Linked DNA regions of Triticum aestivum: region 2 is linked to region 1. A link is a contact called in public Hi-C data. All regions are on one chromosome and are shown on one strand. Each heading gives the region's core, a stretch centred on a gene start, on an enhancer-like site or on the middle of the called end of the contact. The rest is flanking DNA. Distances are from core to core; before and after follow the strand shown.

Evidence for each region. A called contact is a pair of places that touch in the nucleus more often than the background predicts.
Region 2: a contact with region 1 is called in a Hi-C map of leaf, with 4 times the contacts expected there. The contact joins the enhancer-like site here to the promoter of LOC123127929 in region 1. A contact is called at or near these places in 2 of 5 Hi-C or Micro-C datasets (both in leaf).

What each region holds. Positions count from the first base shown.
Region 1 is chr6A:461,484,131-461,491,628 of IWGSC CS RefSeq v2.1, reverse strand. It overlaps LOC123127929 (scarecrow-like protein 6), which reads left to right and starts at 3,370. Exons shown (of 1, transcript XM_044547792.1): 1 at 3,370-6,162. The coding sequence starts at 3,675. The coding sequence ends at 5,789.
Region 2 is chr6A:461,910,763-461,918,260 of IWGSC CS RefSeq v2.1, reverse strand. It overlaps LOC123130747 (a long non-coding RNA gene), which reads right to left and starts at 25. Exons shown (of 2, transcript XR_006464002.1): 1 at 1-25. Within about 2 kb of position 3,895, at least 5 of the 8 cell types and tissues checked have an H3K27ac peak or open chromatin away from gene starts, as enhancers often do. A contact at or near this core is called in leaf, where this site is marked.

The DNA of each region.
Region 1 (7,498 bases), core at 2,121-4,620:
CGTAGACATGATCAAGAATGTTTGGGAGAGGCCCGCTGTTGGTCGTACACCTATTCAGCGATGGATCTTTAAAATAAGAGCCATGAGGCGACACCTCTCTGGATGGGCAAAACACACCAACGGAATTTATAAAAAGGAAAAACAAAGGCTCTGTACCATCATTGATGACCTCGACAAAATTGCAGAGACGCGCACATTATCTCATCAAGAGATTGAATTGAAAAATCAATCTAATGAGATGGTTGCCCGTCTACTGCGAGAAGAGGAGATCAAATACTACCAGAGATCCAAAGCTGACTTCATTTTAATGGGTGATAGTAATACAAGATACTTCCAATTGGTCGCCAATGGGCGGCATAGGAAGAAATGTATTTATAGTCTCCAACAAGATGAGGGGAGGATCGAAGGTCAGGAGGAGCTCAAAAAGTATATCACCAAATACTACAAATCTCTTTTCGGAGCGCCGGCTGAAGGGAATTTCACCCTTGATGAGACCCGAACAGATGATATTCCACATGTCACGGCAGAAGAAAACGATATCCTAACGGCACCATTCTCAGAAGAGGAGGTGCGAGCTGCGGTGTTCCAAATGGAACATAACAAAGCTCCAGGCCCTGATGGTTTCCCCGCAGAATTCTATCAGAATTTCTGGGATATCATCAAGTCTGACCTTTTAGAGTTGTTCAATTGTTTTCATGCCGACCCACTTGACCTATTCAGACTTAATTTTGGCGAGATTGTCTTGTTGCCGAAGATTAAGGAGGCCGGACGGATTCAACAGTTCAGACCCATATGCCTCCTTAATGTCAGCTTCAAGATTTTCACCAAAGTGGCGACGAATAGATTAAACTCGGTAGCTGACCATGTTGTCCGGCCATCTCAAACAGCTTTCATGCAAGGAAGGAACATACTCGATGGCGTAGTAATCCTGCATGAGACCGTCCATGAGATGCACCAAAAAAACATGAGTGGAGTAGTATTCAAAATAGACTTCGAAAAAGCCTATGACAAGGTCAAATGGTCTTTCCTCCAACATGCCCTAAGGATGAAAGGCTTCTCCGATAAATGGTGCAAGTGGATCCAAAATTTTGTAACTGGCGGTAGTGTGGCCATTAAAGTCAATGATGATGTCGGCCATTACTTTCAGACAAAAAAAGGACTACGACAGGGTGATGCCATATCCCCAATGTTATTTAACATTGTTGCTGACATGTTGGCTATTCTGATTGAGCACGCCAAGCAGGACGGACAGATTACAGGAGTAGTGCCACATCTAGTGGATGGTGGTCTCTTTATTCTGTAATATGCCGATGACACAATTCTTTTTATGGAACATGACCTAGACAAGGCTAGAAACCTGAAACTTTTGCTGTCAGCGTTTGAGCAAATGTCGGGTCTTAAGATTAACTTCCATAAAAGTGAATTGTTCTGCTTTGGAGAAGCTGTTGATGCAGCGGCCGATTATGTTGACCTTTTTGGTTGTGCACATGGACAATTCCCAATTAAATATTTGGGAATACCAATTCATTATCGGCGTCTCACCATTGCGGAGTGGAAGCATGTAGAGGAGCGACTAGAGAAACGCTTGAGCAGCTGGAAAGGCAAGTTGCTCTCGGTTGGAGGACGATTGGTTTTAATAAACTCTGTCCTCACAAATATGGTCCTCTATATGCTTTCGTTCTTCCAGCTCCCAAAGGGGGTCTTGCAAAGATTGGATTATTTTAGGTCCAGGTTCTTTTGGCAAGGAGATGGTGAAAAGAAAAAATATAGGTTGGCCAAATGGAGTGTGGTTTGTAGGCCGAAAGACCAGGGCGGCCTCGGTATTCATGACCTGCAGGTCAAGAATGAGGCCCTACTTAGTAAATGGTTGTTCAAACTTCTTACTGAGGATGATGTTTGGCAAACCATGCTGCGCAATAAGTATATAGGCCAAAAGGCAGTGTCTCATGTATATTGGAAACCTGGAGACTCACACTTTTGGGCCGGCCTAATGGCGGCAAAGAAACATCTCTTTCGCTTTGGGTCTTTTGCAATAAAGGATGGGTCAGAGATTCGTTTTTGGGAAGACATTTGGCTAGGCAATGCTAGCCTCCGAGAACAGTACCCAGCCTTATACAACATTGCACACGATAAGAATAATACTATTGCACAAGTGCTCAGCTCATCACCGCCAAATATTTCGTTCAGGCAGGATTTGATTGGCACCCGACTTATGTCATGGAATAATCTATTGTCTCGTCTGGATTCGATTATCCTAACACAAGGTCGTGATGTGTTTCGCTGGAACCTTACTACATCGGGGTCTTTCACAGTAGACTCTATGTATCGTGCACTCACGCATTCTGAGGTACCGGTGAGTAATAACAAAAAAAATTGGAAAGCGAAGGTACCACTTAAAGTCAAAATATTCATGTGGTATCTCCGTAGGGGAATTGTGCTAACAAAAGACAACCTCGCACGACGCAACTGGTCGGGAAGTAAGAAGTGTTGTTTTTGTACTCATGACGAGACAATTAAACACCTCTTTTTTTACTGTAAGTTTGCGCGTTCTACGTGGTCAGCCATCCAAATAGCGTCAAATTTGTATCCACCCACAAGTGTTGCCAATATTTTTGGTCATTGGCTGGACGGTATTTCAAATGCATACAAAACGCTAATAAGGGTGGGAGCGTATGCCTTATTATGGTCGCTTTGGCTATGTAGAAATAATGTTGTTTTTAATGACAAAACTGTTTCTCCTTTGCAGGTTATTTTTCGTTGTACGCACTCGCTTCGTACGTGGTGTACGCTACAACGAGCGGAGTACCAACCGCTATTCAAGGCGGTGTGTACGCTGTTGGAGCAGGTGGCTACGGAGGTTTTTACCCAACATGGATGGCAGCATAATCTCCGGCTCGGTCCACCATCTCTTTTGACATAGGCATAGTGTCGGTCTATGGACTCTACTGTTGCCGAATTGTCGGTCTTTCATCTTTTTGTTTATCAGACTACTGGTGTTTGGCTGTGTGCATCCTAGTTATGCAGAGGCCGGGTGATACTCTTAATACTTTGTATCACTTTGATGCTACATTTTGAGATAATAAAAGCGCCCTTTATCGAAAAAAAACCTACGTAGGCATACAGTCCACACAAAGAAATAAGCCCATGCATTGCCGTCGCCAAGCAAAATACGAGCAGATAAAACATGGAATACAACCTAGGGTGAAAATAAAAAAGGAAGAAGGCAGAGAGAGAGGGGGAGAGGGCTTGAAGCAGACTGAAAACGATGGGGGGAGAGAGAGGGGGGGAGAGGTACACTTTTTAACCTTTTTTATGTTGCACGCATCCAGGGAAGATAGCAGTAGAGAGAGAGAGGGGAGAGACGAGGCCACAGCACCACACAGCGAGGAGAGAGAGAGAGAGAGGAGAGAGAGAGGGGGGGAGAGCAGCGGGGCAGCACAAGGCAGGCAGGCAGGCAAGGGCGCACACTGCTCTCTCTGCCCGCCCCCACCTCCCTCCCCCGTACCCTGTTGTATACTCTCCCTCGCACGCCAGGGCCAAGGCAGGGAGCGAGGGAGGGAGGGAGAGGAGAGCCACATCCAAACGCACGCACGCACCAGCAAAGGAAAATCAATCCCCCGCGCGCGCCGCCCCAGATCTCGCCGGCCTGCCTGTTATGCTGCGGGGCTAGGTAGATGAGGGCGGCGCTGTTCGGGGCCGAGCGGAGCGGGGGAGTGGGCCTCGCCGGCGGGAAGGATCTGTGCTACTGGCCGCCGGGGAAGCTGCTGGTGGAGCCCCGGTCGGTGCTCGACTGCTCGCGGAGGCTCAGCAGCCCGCCCAACTCCGCGTCCACGCTGTCGTCGTCCCTCGGCGGCGGCGCGGCTGACTCCACCGGCGTGGCGGCGGTTTCCGAGAGCAGCGCCGGCGACGCCGAGGCCACCAAATGGGCCGACCACGCCGCCGGTGGAGGTGGTGGTGGGTGTGAGCTGCCGCCCATTCCTGGGGCGCTGGATGGAGGGGAGGGCTGGGACGCCATGCTCGGCAGCGCCGCGGCGGCCGCGGCGGCCGGGCAGGACCAGACCTTCTTGAACTGGATCATGGGGGCCGCCGGCGACCTGGAGCTGCCCGTCCCGCCGCTTCCAATGCATCAGCAGCCGCTCGTCGACAATGCGGGCGGCTTCGGATTCTCGGCCGTCGACCCGCTCGGCTTCTCGCTCGACCACCACCTCGGCGGCGCCTCCTCCGACCTGTCGTCCTCCGGCGCCATGTCGCACACCACCACCGGCGGGGGTGGCGGTGGCGGCAGCAAGGCCTCCTCGGCTTTCGGCCTCTTCTCACCGGAGGCCGCCTCTCTCCAGCCCCCGCCGCCTCCGATTCTGTTCCACGAAGGTATCGACACCAAGCCCCCTCTCCTCGGACCGCAGTCGCATGGCCTCTTCAACCAGTACCAGCAACAGCACCAACCGCCGCCTCCCGCCGCAGCCTTCTTCATGCCCCTCGCTTCCTTCTCCGATCACAACCAGCGCTCGCAACTCCACCAGCCACCGCCCAAACGCCACCACTCCGTTCCAGACGACCTCTACCTCACCCGAAACCACCTGGGCACGTCGGCGGCGGCGGCCTTTCCCCTGCTACATGGCTCACTCCCGTTCCAGCTCCAGCCTTCGCCGCCCCCGCTTCGCGGGGCGATGAAGACGACGGCTGCCGAGGCGGCGCAGCAGCAGCTGCTGGACGAGCTGGCTGCGGCGGCAAAGGCAGCTGAGGCCGGTAATTCCACTGGCGCGCGTGAGATATTGGCGCGGCTCAATCACCAGCTTCCCCCACTTGGGAAGCCCTTCCTCCGGTCGGCTTCCTATCTCAGGGAGGCCCTCCTCCTCGCGCTCGCCGATGGACACCACGGCGCCTCCCGCATCACCTCACCGCTCGACGTCGCCCTCAAGCTGGCGGCCTACAAGTCCTTCTCCGACCTGTCGCCCATGCTGCAGTTCGCTAACTTCACGGCCACGCAGGCGCTTCTCGACGAAATCGCCTGCAGCGCCGCTTCCTGCATCCATGTCATTGACTTCGATCTTGGTGTAGGCGGGCAGTGGGCTTCCTTCTTGCAGGAGCTTGCTCATCGCCGTGGTACTGGCGGCGTGGCTTTGCCGTTGCTGAAGCTGACGGCCTTCGTTTCAGATGCTTCTCACCATCCACTGGAGCTTCATCTTACTCAGGATAACCTCACGCAGTTTGCTGCTGATCTTGGAATTCCCTTCGAGTTCAATGCCGTCAGTCTTGATGCCTTCAGTCCGGCTGAGCTCATTTCTTCTACTGGCGACGAAATTGTAGCTGTGAGCCTCCCAGTTGGTTGCTCTGCTCGTGCACCACCGCTGGCTGTAATCCTTCGGTTGGTGAAACAGCTTGGTCCTAAGATTGTGGTCGCCATGGACTATGGAGCTGATCGTGCTGACCTCCCGTTCTCACAGCACTTCCTGCATTGCTTTCAATCCTGCATGTTCCTCCTTGACTCGCTTGATGCTGCTGGAATTGACGCCGATTCTGCCTGTAAGATCGAGAAGTTTCTGATCCAACCAAGAGTCGAAGACGCGGTGCTTGGGCGGCGCAAGACCGACAAAGCAGTTTCATGGCGGAATGTGTTTGCTGCTGCTGGCTTCACACCTGTGCCGCTCAGCAATCTTGCCGAGGCACAGGCCGACTGCCTCTTGAAGCGGGTGCAGGTCCGAGGGTTCCACGTCGAGAAACGCGGGGTTGCGCTCACTCTCTATTGGCAGCGTGGCGAGCTTGTATCAGTATCAGCCTGGCGGTGCTGATCGTCGGTCGCCGCCACCGTTCGCAGGCATCTTCAACTCCAGTAATGTTCATTTTGTCTTGCAATTAAAATGTTGCGAAGGAAACTACTATCTTGGTTGTTGGACACCCCGTATCGCTTTTCATCGCAACTTATTTAGCTAGGACTAGTGGATTTAGCAACATTTGTGTCGGTAACTCTAATAGTGTAATGATGTTGCTCTAGGTTCTTACCACGATGTTCACACTCTGCTCATTTAGCATTTATCATGTCATTTCAAGGATTGCTTGTGAGCCGAGAGGATAATTTTAACCAGTGGAACTGTTCTATGGTACAGTATTGATATTTGCTCATGTTGCTTACCTTGGTTATTCCTGGTGCAACTTAATTGTGCACTTTATGTTGTTGAGTTGAACTGTTTATTTTAGCAATGTTTAAATAGTCTTAGTGGTATTATTTGGGGTTGAACTTCTGTAGGACTAGAATATATGACATAAAGCTTAGGGACAGATCTTGCCATAGTGTATTTTGCCTAGATGTTTAGAGACAACAGAGCAGAATCTTTATAAGAGAAAAGAAAAAGAGAACTAACTGAACTGAAATTTGGGGACTAGGGGTCCCATTGATGTCCATCTGATAATTCACATTAGTACCTTGTCTATATGATGACCTGTACTTGCTATAGAATAGGGCCTCTTTGATTCGCAGGATTCTGAAAACGTTGGAATAGGAAAAACATAGGATTAAAATGTCATGCTCATCCAATCCTACAGGATTTTTGACTGTTTGATTGCATTGGGTGGATGCTGCAAATCCTATGGGAAGTAGTACAAGGATTCAATCCTATGAATCAAACAACCAACATAGATTTTTTTTCCCTAAGGATTCTAATCCTCCAAAATTCTTATGAAAATTCTTTGAATCAATGGAGCCCTAATATGGTCGGCAGAGGCACCAGCACAGATATGGATTTCATGTCAACAATGGATTACCACTACTGGTTATATCTTCAAATTGAACTTCCTCTCGGTATTTATTAGTCTGTTTATGTCTGCTACTCCCTAGTCTGAACTTTTGACTAATTCTCATCATGTGGCGTGGTTCCAACTTCCATGCCAAGGCTTGGTTTCCAAGTAGCGTAGCTACTGAGAGAAGGAAGAAGAATGTGAAGTATCTCTAGGAATAGACAGTGGCACTCGATTTGCTAATGTGCCAAGCACAGAGTGCAAACAAGGTGATGAGCAAAATTTGGTCATTCTGTTATGTTTCCACAATAGACTTGGCGCCAACAGGACATGGCAAGCACGAAACAACACACACACGCCTACCGTAATTTCCTGAGAATGTGCCGCGATGGGGTGTGTATGCTGTGTGCTGGCGCCTTGGTTGGTTGGTGTTTATTTCAAGATGGGCCTGGTTTTGAACTGAAAAGAAGGAGGAGACCCTTGATTTTTTTTCTTAGTATATCTCATCGGCGTGGTGCCCTGATGATGGCGTTCGTATTTTACTTGGCCAACCGGCCATGCCGGCGATGCGTGACGTATGTTGCCGTCCACACAAGCCATCTACTCATATCTGCCTGCAAAATCTTAAAAGGTTTCTTGAGACCGGAACACACCTAAAAAGGTTAGGTTTAGGTCCTGTCTCGGACATTGGATTCTCTGTTTTCGCTTGGGTTTGTGCGGAAACTGATCCGTTCTGCCACTCGAAATTCAGATCGAGTTTCATGTG
Region 2 (7,498 bases), core at 2,646-5,145, 430 kb before region 1:
CTTAGGCTAAACATGGAGGACCGGTGTGATTGGTGACCACTTAGGAAACATTAATAGGTAAGAGAGCTTAGAGAAGTGACATGCATCGAAGTTCGAAGAGGATATGGGGGAGGTACGTGGTACAAGCTAGAAAAGGGGGGCCTCCGTTTCTTTACGTAAGATTTCTGTTTTTGCCAGGAATACACAAGACGTATTTGGAGTACCAAAACTAAGTATTAACCAAAATAATTAGTACTCCCCATTCCCTTATACAAGGCCACTTCTTATTTGTATGTCTAATTTTGACTATTAATTTTACCAACAAAAAGTGAGTTATATGGCACAAAAAATATTTCATTGAATACACATTTCAAAGAACTTTCTGATGATATACTTTTTACGACATATAATCCATATTCCGTGGACCAAAATTACGAGTCAAAAATATGACATGAAAAACGAAGTGGCCTTGCGTATGAATATGAAGGCAGTACTGTAATTCAACAAGTGTTGATTGTACAGTAACAAACTAATCTTCTCCTAATTTTGTTTTCCAGAATTTCAGGCATACTGCAAATTAAGAAGGATGGTTGCACGCATAGCAGCACCTGCCGTACGAAAATGTGGTAAACAAAGGAAGAGCGCGCGCGGCATGATGGGGTACTGGTCATGAAAACCGAGGCAGAGCCATCTCCTTAGCCGCACATGGATGTCTCGATCCGTCCCCTTCCTTGATACAGATTTTGTAAGCAACCCAACCCCTGGTTACTTGGTGATCATGTGCATTGCAATTATTACGTGCAGTGCGATCTGCCACTGTTGTAGTACCACCAGTTGGCGTGGGCAACCCTAACCCCATAATCAAATTGATTAAACCAAGTACAGTTTAGTACCTTCGATGTGACCAAGTTGGCATACTTAAGCCCTACTTTTTGCTGTTGCTTGATGATCAATTTGCCTGGCTGCTGTACCTACGCGTTTCCGGAATTTGTTAATCGGGGCCGTTGACATGTCTGAATCACAAAAATCTTCCGGAACCACGGAGACCCAGGCCGGCCATTCTATTTGCATGAATCTCAAGGACATCGATCAATGTCAAACACGCATATGAGACGTACAGCTTTTGAGGGAGTGTGCTCGTACAGTGAAGAAGTGCAAATCTGAAACAAACAGATGTGGTCAGGCGTAAGAGAACAGGCGGCCCACGGTGAGGTTAGCTGCATCCGATGCATGCAGAGAGTTTGCTAGGGAGGCGAGGCGGGGCGAGATGAGTCGATGCGTGTCGCATGGCACGGGGATCTCGGTGTGGACCTGGGGCGGTGGGAAGAGCTACAGGAGGGATGCACGCGATCTATGCCTAGAGCGAGCGAGCTTGCTTGGCGGGGCAAAGATATGGATGGGTGCATGGCGCGGGGAGGTGGGAGAAAGTGCCGGAAAAGGGTACGAGTATGGGGTATGGGTGTGGCACGAGAGATCGCGCTTGTCTCGCCGTGTCGGCCGCGCGGCCACACCCCTCCGGGCTCCGGCCCGAGCGCGCGCCCCGCTGCCCGCCCGGCGCACGTACGCGCTTGTCGCTTCTCAGCTCGGCACGGCGCGTGCGGTGCTCCGGCGCCACGCCCGCCCGCCCGTGTGGCTCTCCGTACGCGCATGCAGTGCGACACGCGGTGCAAACCCGTCGAACCGGGCAACACCTGCGCGCATGTCTGTACAGTGTGCGTACACGCGCCAGATATAGATTGTTGATTTGTTCACTCGTAGTACGCACGTCTGCTGCTGATGCACGCGTACTACGGTCTGCCCAGGAGCGACGGAACCTGTACTACGTACGGATAATATGTTGAGCGTGCCGTGTTTCTTTTTTCGATGTAAAGGGAGTTTTATTGGGAAGTAATAGTGTTACAATTAAGAGGCCACAAATTCTTAATACAGAGTGGAACCGAGACTAATGACACAGTAGTTGTACTCTCGGTGCGGCTATACTGGGTCAGCCGATCTACAACTCTATTTTGACTATGAAGAATTCTTTTTAAGGATAAAACTCCATGTTACTCATTAACTCTTTAATCTCCCGAACCAAATGACTATACACCGAGCGCTCCAGGCCATTGTTTGATAAACAAGACAATGCTGCATATGAATCTGATTGAACAATTACTAAAAGAGTCAAATGTTGAATGGCTAGGGCCATGCTGTGCATGATCGTATGTATCTCTGCTTTCAAAGGATCATTGCAGTGGAAGATAACACGATAGGCAGAAAAGATAATACTGCCTGCACTGTTTCCAAGGACCATACCAGCAGCCACAGAACCATTTGAAGGCTGAAAGAACCCATCCATTGAAAGGGTGACGTGGCCGTGCTCGGGATGAGATAAGAACTTTTAAAATGTCATTTCATAAAGTTACGATGAGATAAGAGAGTTTTAGAAAGCCATTTCAAAAACTGAAAATGTGATGGCCCCATCATGACTTGATTTTCTAAGCCGCCAGAACGAAATATTTTTTGACTCAACAAACTGCATTGATGGACCCTGCCTGAGGTAGACAGATGAATGATATGTTTCACCTTGACCTAGCATCGTGATGTTTCCATGAACAGTAAAACTAGGGCTCGGTGTTGTATAGAACACATAAACCTTTTTTTACTCGATGCGTGATGGACTAGATAAAATCATAGAGCGACCTCTACAAATCCCTTAAGAAAACCTCAATGTAAGCAACGTTTGTTTTGTTCGTTATTTACGGATCCGTTTCAATGGATCAGTTTGATTTTTGTGAACATTTTCTAGAATTTCATGGACATTGTTTTCAAATTCTTGATTATATTTTGAATACACAATCATTTCATAAAATCATGAACATTTTTAATTTGCAGACACTTTTTATAAATTACGATTTTTTATGATATGCAAACAGTTTTTAAAAATCATCGACATTTTATGGTGTCCCTACCATTTTTTTAATTCATGAAAAAATTATGATTTATCAAAAAATATTAAAACTCATAGCTTCGTGAAATTTTGCTATTCCCAAATAAACTTTAAGAAGGAAAAATAAAAACAATACCGGAAAAAGAAAAGGCAGAATACAAAATACAAACATAGGGTGTCACGCTCCGCACATGGGCCAGCCCATGAACATATGTGGGATCGCTCTTGCTATTAAGAGAGAAAATAAGAGAAAAAAGGGTGGCACCTAGGATCAAACCCGAGTCACCAGTGTGAAAGACTGCCTTTGCCATTGTGGTTCTTGTGTGTTTGTGAATTGTGATGTATCATGGTATCAGGTATAAGAACCAAAAACAACGGCTGCTTCAAGAAAAAAATGTCGAATCATTCTCGTCACTTATGCCACCCATAAGGGGTAATTGATGATTACTTCGGGGGTAATTTTAATTAATGATGAACGGGCAAAAGCACTAATGACTTTATTAGTAGGTATAGATTACGATGGTCTAGACAATATAACGCGTCCGCTATAGTTTCTTTAACTGCAACGAGAATGCATGGTAGCTCCGCGCTAACAAGCTCAATTCAACTCGGTTTGCAAACACGGCGGAGGTTCCCTCTTCTCCCTGGACCCGGCCAACAACAACATTCTGCTCACGAGCGGAAACGGGCCCCTCCTCGTGCCCGTTTGGTAGGAGTGGCACGTAGCACTGCGCCACACGCACCTCGACTGCGACGGCCCGGCTGGGCAGTAGTACATGTACGTACAAGCAGCGATATCACCGTGCCAAAAAAAGAAGCCGGGTACTAAAGCATGTCACTGTGCAAATTAAACATGTGACTGTGACGGCCGAACAAACTCGCGCCAGATTGTCAAATGGTTGCAAATTCGAGCTTTCTTTACTGGATTGGGTACTCTATTTGGGCCCATATAACTCACGTTGCAGGACGAAATCGATCTGCCCACCAAGTTGCGGGCCTACCGGACCGCTTTCAGATCATGTCCAGTTGTGGCCCACTTGCATTTACACTCTCCTGTATGCCTCTTTCTGTACCTCACTCGTGAACAAATGAATTCCCTCAAAAAAAAAATGAATGCCGGCGGCATACGACAACTCTTTTTACGGTAAAAAGGGAAAAACAGTACAAGCATCCTTCGTTTCCCTCTCATTTTTCGTGGTAAAATAAAGCTGCTGCGCGGCCCTGCTCCGTACGTGCCCGGCCGAACACGCCATGCATTCGTCTTCACCGGTCCGCAAAGCCACATCGCCCAAAAGATAGACGCCACAGTGCAACACGCCGAATCGAGATCCATAAACTATAATATTACCATGGACAAGACAAAGATGACCATGCCATGACCAGCAGAGCGGCCACACTGACTGACGGAACTGACCTGACCGGACCGGGCAAAGCCCCCGAAGCGGCGAGGGGCAATCGATTGGAGGGGAAGAAGAACGAGCCCATGGCGGGCATGGCAGACGGGACGGGACCACTCGGGACAAAAGGAAAAGGGCGCGAGCCTTGGAGAGCCTCGTTCCACCTTTCCATCATTAATTGCCAAAAGGTTTACGGGCCACACCGTCCTCGAACTATAAATGGGAAACCAACAGTCCAAGCATAATTTGTTCGTGTCCCTCGGGCGAGAGATAACTGCGATTTGTTTTGGAGCTGGGATCCCCCGGGAGTGAAGGAGGAGGTAACACATCAGCATCGGCGCTGATGGGACGTTTGAGTTGCGTGGCATCGACACGCAGGAATCGCTTGCCGCCCGGTTTGCTTGCCCTGGCAGCAGTAGTAAATTGATCGTGGGCCGATGGTTATATATATCCCCAGATATCCATAAGGTTGAAAAGACAAATCTTGTATCTCGTCTCTATAGCATGCACGAAAACAAAACGTACACAACTGACAAATCTTGTATCTCATCTCTATAGCATGCACAAAATCAAAACGTACACCACTGATAAATCTTGTATCTCGTCTCTATAGCATGCACAAAATCAAAACATACACCACTGTGATGTTGGATTATAACAATATAGTTTAACACAAAACCATTTGGGTGCATACATTTTACCATATAAATCAATTAGTGCTAGAAAAATGAGTTTATATCACTCATAACTTCGGAACTAGATCAACCATGTAGAGAAGTAAATGACATTTTCGAAAATATCTACATGAGAATAACAACCAAATTGTGCATTGCCTCGCTGGCCATTGCCCTAGCTGGTACTCCCTTGGTGTTAGATACATCCATTTGAGGGACAAACTTTTTCGGACGGAGGAAGTACCAGACTAGCTCTGTAGCTATTCTATTTTCACTGCCTCGAAAAAAATGCTACTACTTTTTTCACCAACCTGCAGGTGTGAATGATTATTCGGAATTCACTAAGCTACAATGTAAATTTCGCCAGGTGTAGTGTATTGTTTATCTGCTTTTAGAAGGGGTTGCCTCTCTTTGCCACACCGGGTTTGTAGTGTGAGTTTAAATCCTGTACGAACATCTTGACAAGGCATATCGGCAAAATATCTATATTCAATTTCAGCAATATTGGAGGGATCGATGGATGCATGGCCACTCAGTGCAGGAGATTGCGCCACTTATCCTTGAGCATGTGGACACTCGCTCAATCAATAGCAGGACGGTTCGGTGGGCTCAAGAGGGGCAACAATGGTAGGCGGACATCCCTTATATCACATCCCACATGACACTGCTACAATTGATGCACTTGAGACAAGCCATTTCCTCAGTTCAAAGAGACACGCATACGCTTGACACGTTCCTCTGGCCATGTGCGACGTCGATGAGATACTCGGTCAAATCCACATATGATCATCTCTGTGAAGGACTGCCAACCTGCCCTTACGCCGCTGCCATCTGGAGAAGCTGGGCTCCTCTGAAGTGCAAGATGTTCACTTGTCTAGCAGCACAATATCGTCTTTGGACGGTGGATCGACGTACTTGGCATGGGTTGCACGAGCATACTTCGGCTTGTTATACTTGTCTCCATGAGGAAGACATCGTGGACCACATCTTGGTGCAATGCGGCTATGCGCGGGGAACTTGGTTGGGCTGCTTCAATGCGTTACACTTGCCTACTCAAAGCCCGATGAAAACAGACACATTCCTGGACTGGTGGCTACAACAACGTTCATGCTTCACAAAGGAGAATAAGCAAGGCTTCGATACCCTTGTCATTTGCACGTCTTGGTCGATATGGAAGAAAAGGAACGCTAGAGTATTCAATAGAATTGAGCAACGGGTAGACATAGAAGAGCTAGTCACGAAAATCTTTGATGAAATGAGAGAGTGGAAGTTGGTGGCTTGTGGAGGAGGAAGTTTGCAACGTTTTGTGAGAAAGCAACATTGTGTTGTAAGGCAGGAGTCGGAGGGGATAGCGTCTTTCGAGTGCCTGACACTCGCTAGACCTCTTGTAAATTGTTTTGTTCTCTTATATAAAATTAAGATACGCACTTTGCGTGCTCTCGAAAAAACAAGTTTCAACAATATATAACTCACAAAAAACTAAATAGGGCATAAATAAGAGTGGGCTTATAGAATTTTAAACATTTGACACTTCATCGATAACTCACAACACCCTCAAGCTCTGTGTGCGACATCAAATCAAGTGTATTTATAGACGACGCACAGGGCTAAAGTTGAAATGTATGGATTGCTAAAGTAAAAATAACGAGTTAATTGCACACAACCATCACATTTGCGACTAGGTTTGCAGAAAACCACCAAGCCGGTAATGCGTTGCAAAAAAGACTGCATTCCCAGTAATCTTGTTGCAAAAAGCACTGGTCGAGTGATTTGGCTCTTTTATTCACTTGCGGCCAGGTGGGGCCAGACTATAAGGAGTTTAATTGGCAAATAAATTACATACACACCCTTCAATTCTAAAATAAAACATAATCCAATCCCTCCCCGGGGACAATTGCCAACGAGGTGCAACCACGGTGCCCTTGCCTGCACTCGGTGTGGGTGAGTGCTAAAATCAGCTAAGTGTGGATGAGTGCACTCCGAGTGCTAAAATCAGCTAAGTGTCAATTCTAAAAAACTCTGGCGACGATAGTCTCAGGAATTAGACCCAGTGGGTGCACTCAGCATGCCCCCATGAAAGGACATCCACTCGGATAGCGCACAAAAAAATGGTTAGCAATCATGCCCAGAGAAAAAAATGCTAAGTTCTAAGACTCCCGCTGGCTGCCACTAGTCGACGACAGTCTCATGTACTACATGCAGTGGGTGCACTCAGCGTGCTCCCACTGGAATCAACTGACTCGGATTGGCTCTGGTGGGTCCGAGTGAAAAACCATACTCGAAGAAAATCAAAGTTCTAAGACTCCCGCCGTCTTCTTCTAGTCGACGATAGTCTTGGGGACTACACCCAGTCACTGTAATGAAAATACCCATTGGGTGTACTCCGTGTAAGCCCACTGGCACAAACACAACTAACCATTTGGAACAAAGTAGAAAACTCAAAAACTTTAAGACACCAACTAAAAATTGTACTTACAATGGTACTTACTCGCACATTGATCTGCAACACTTCACTCGCG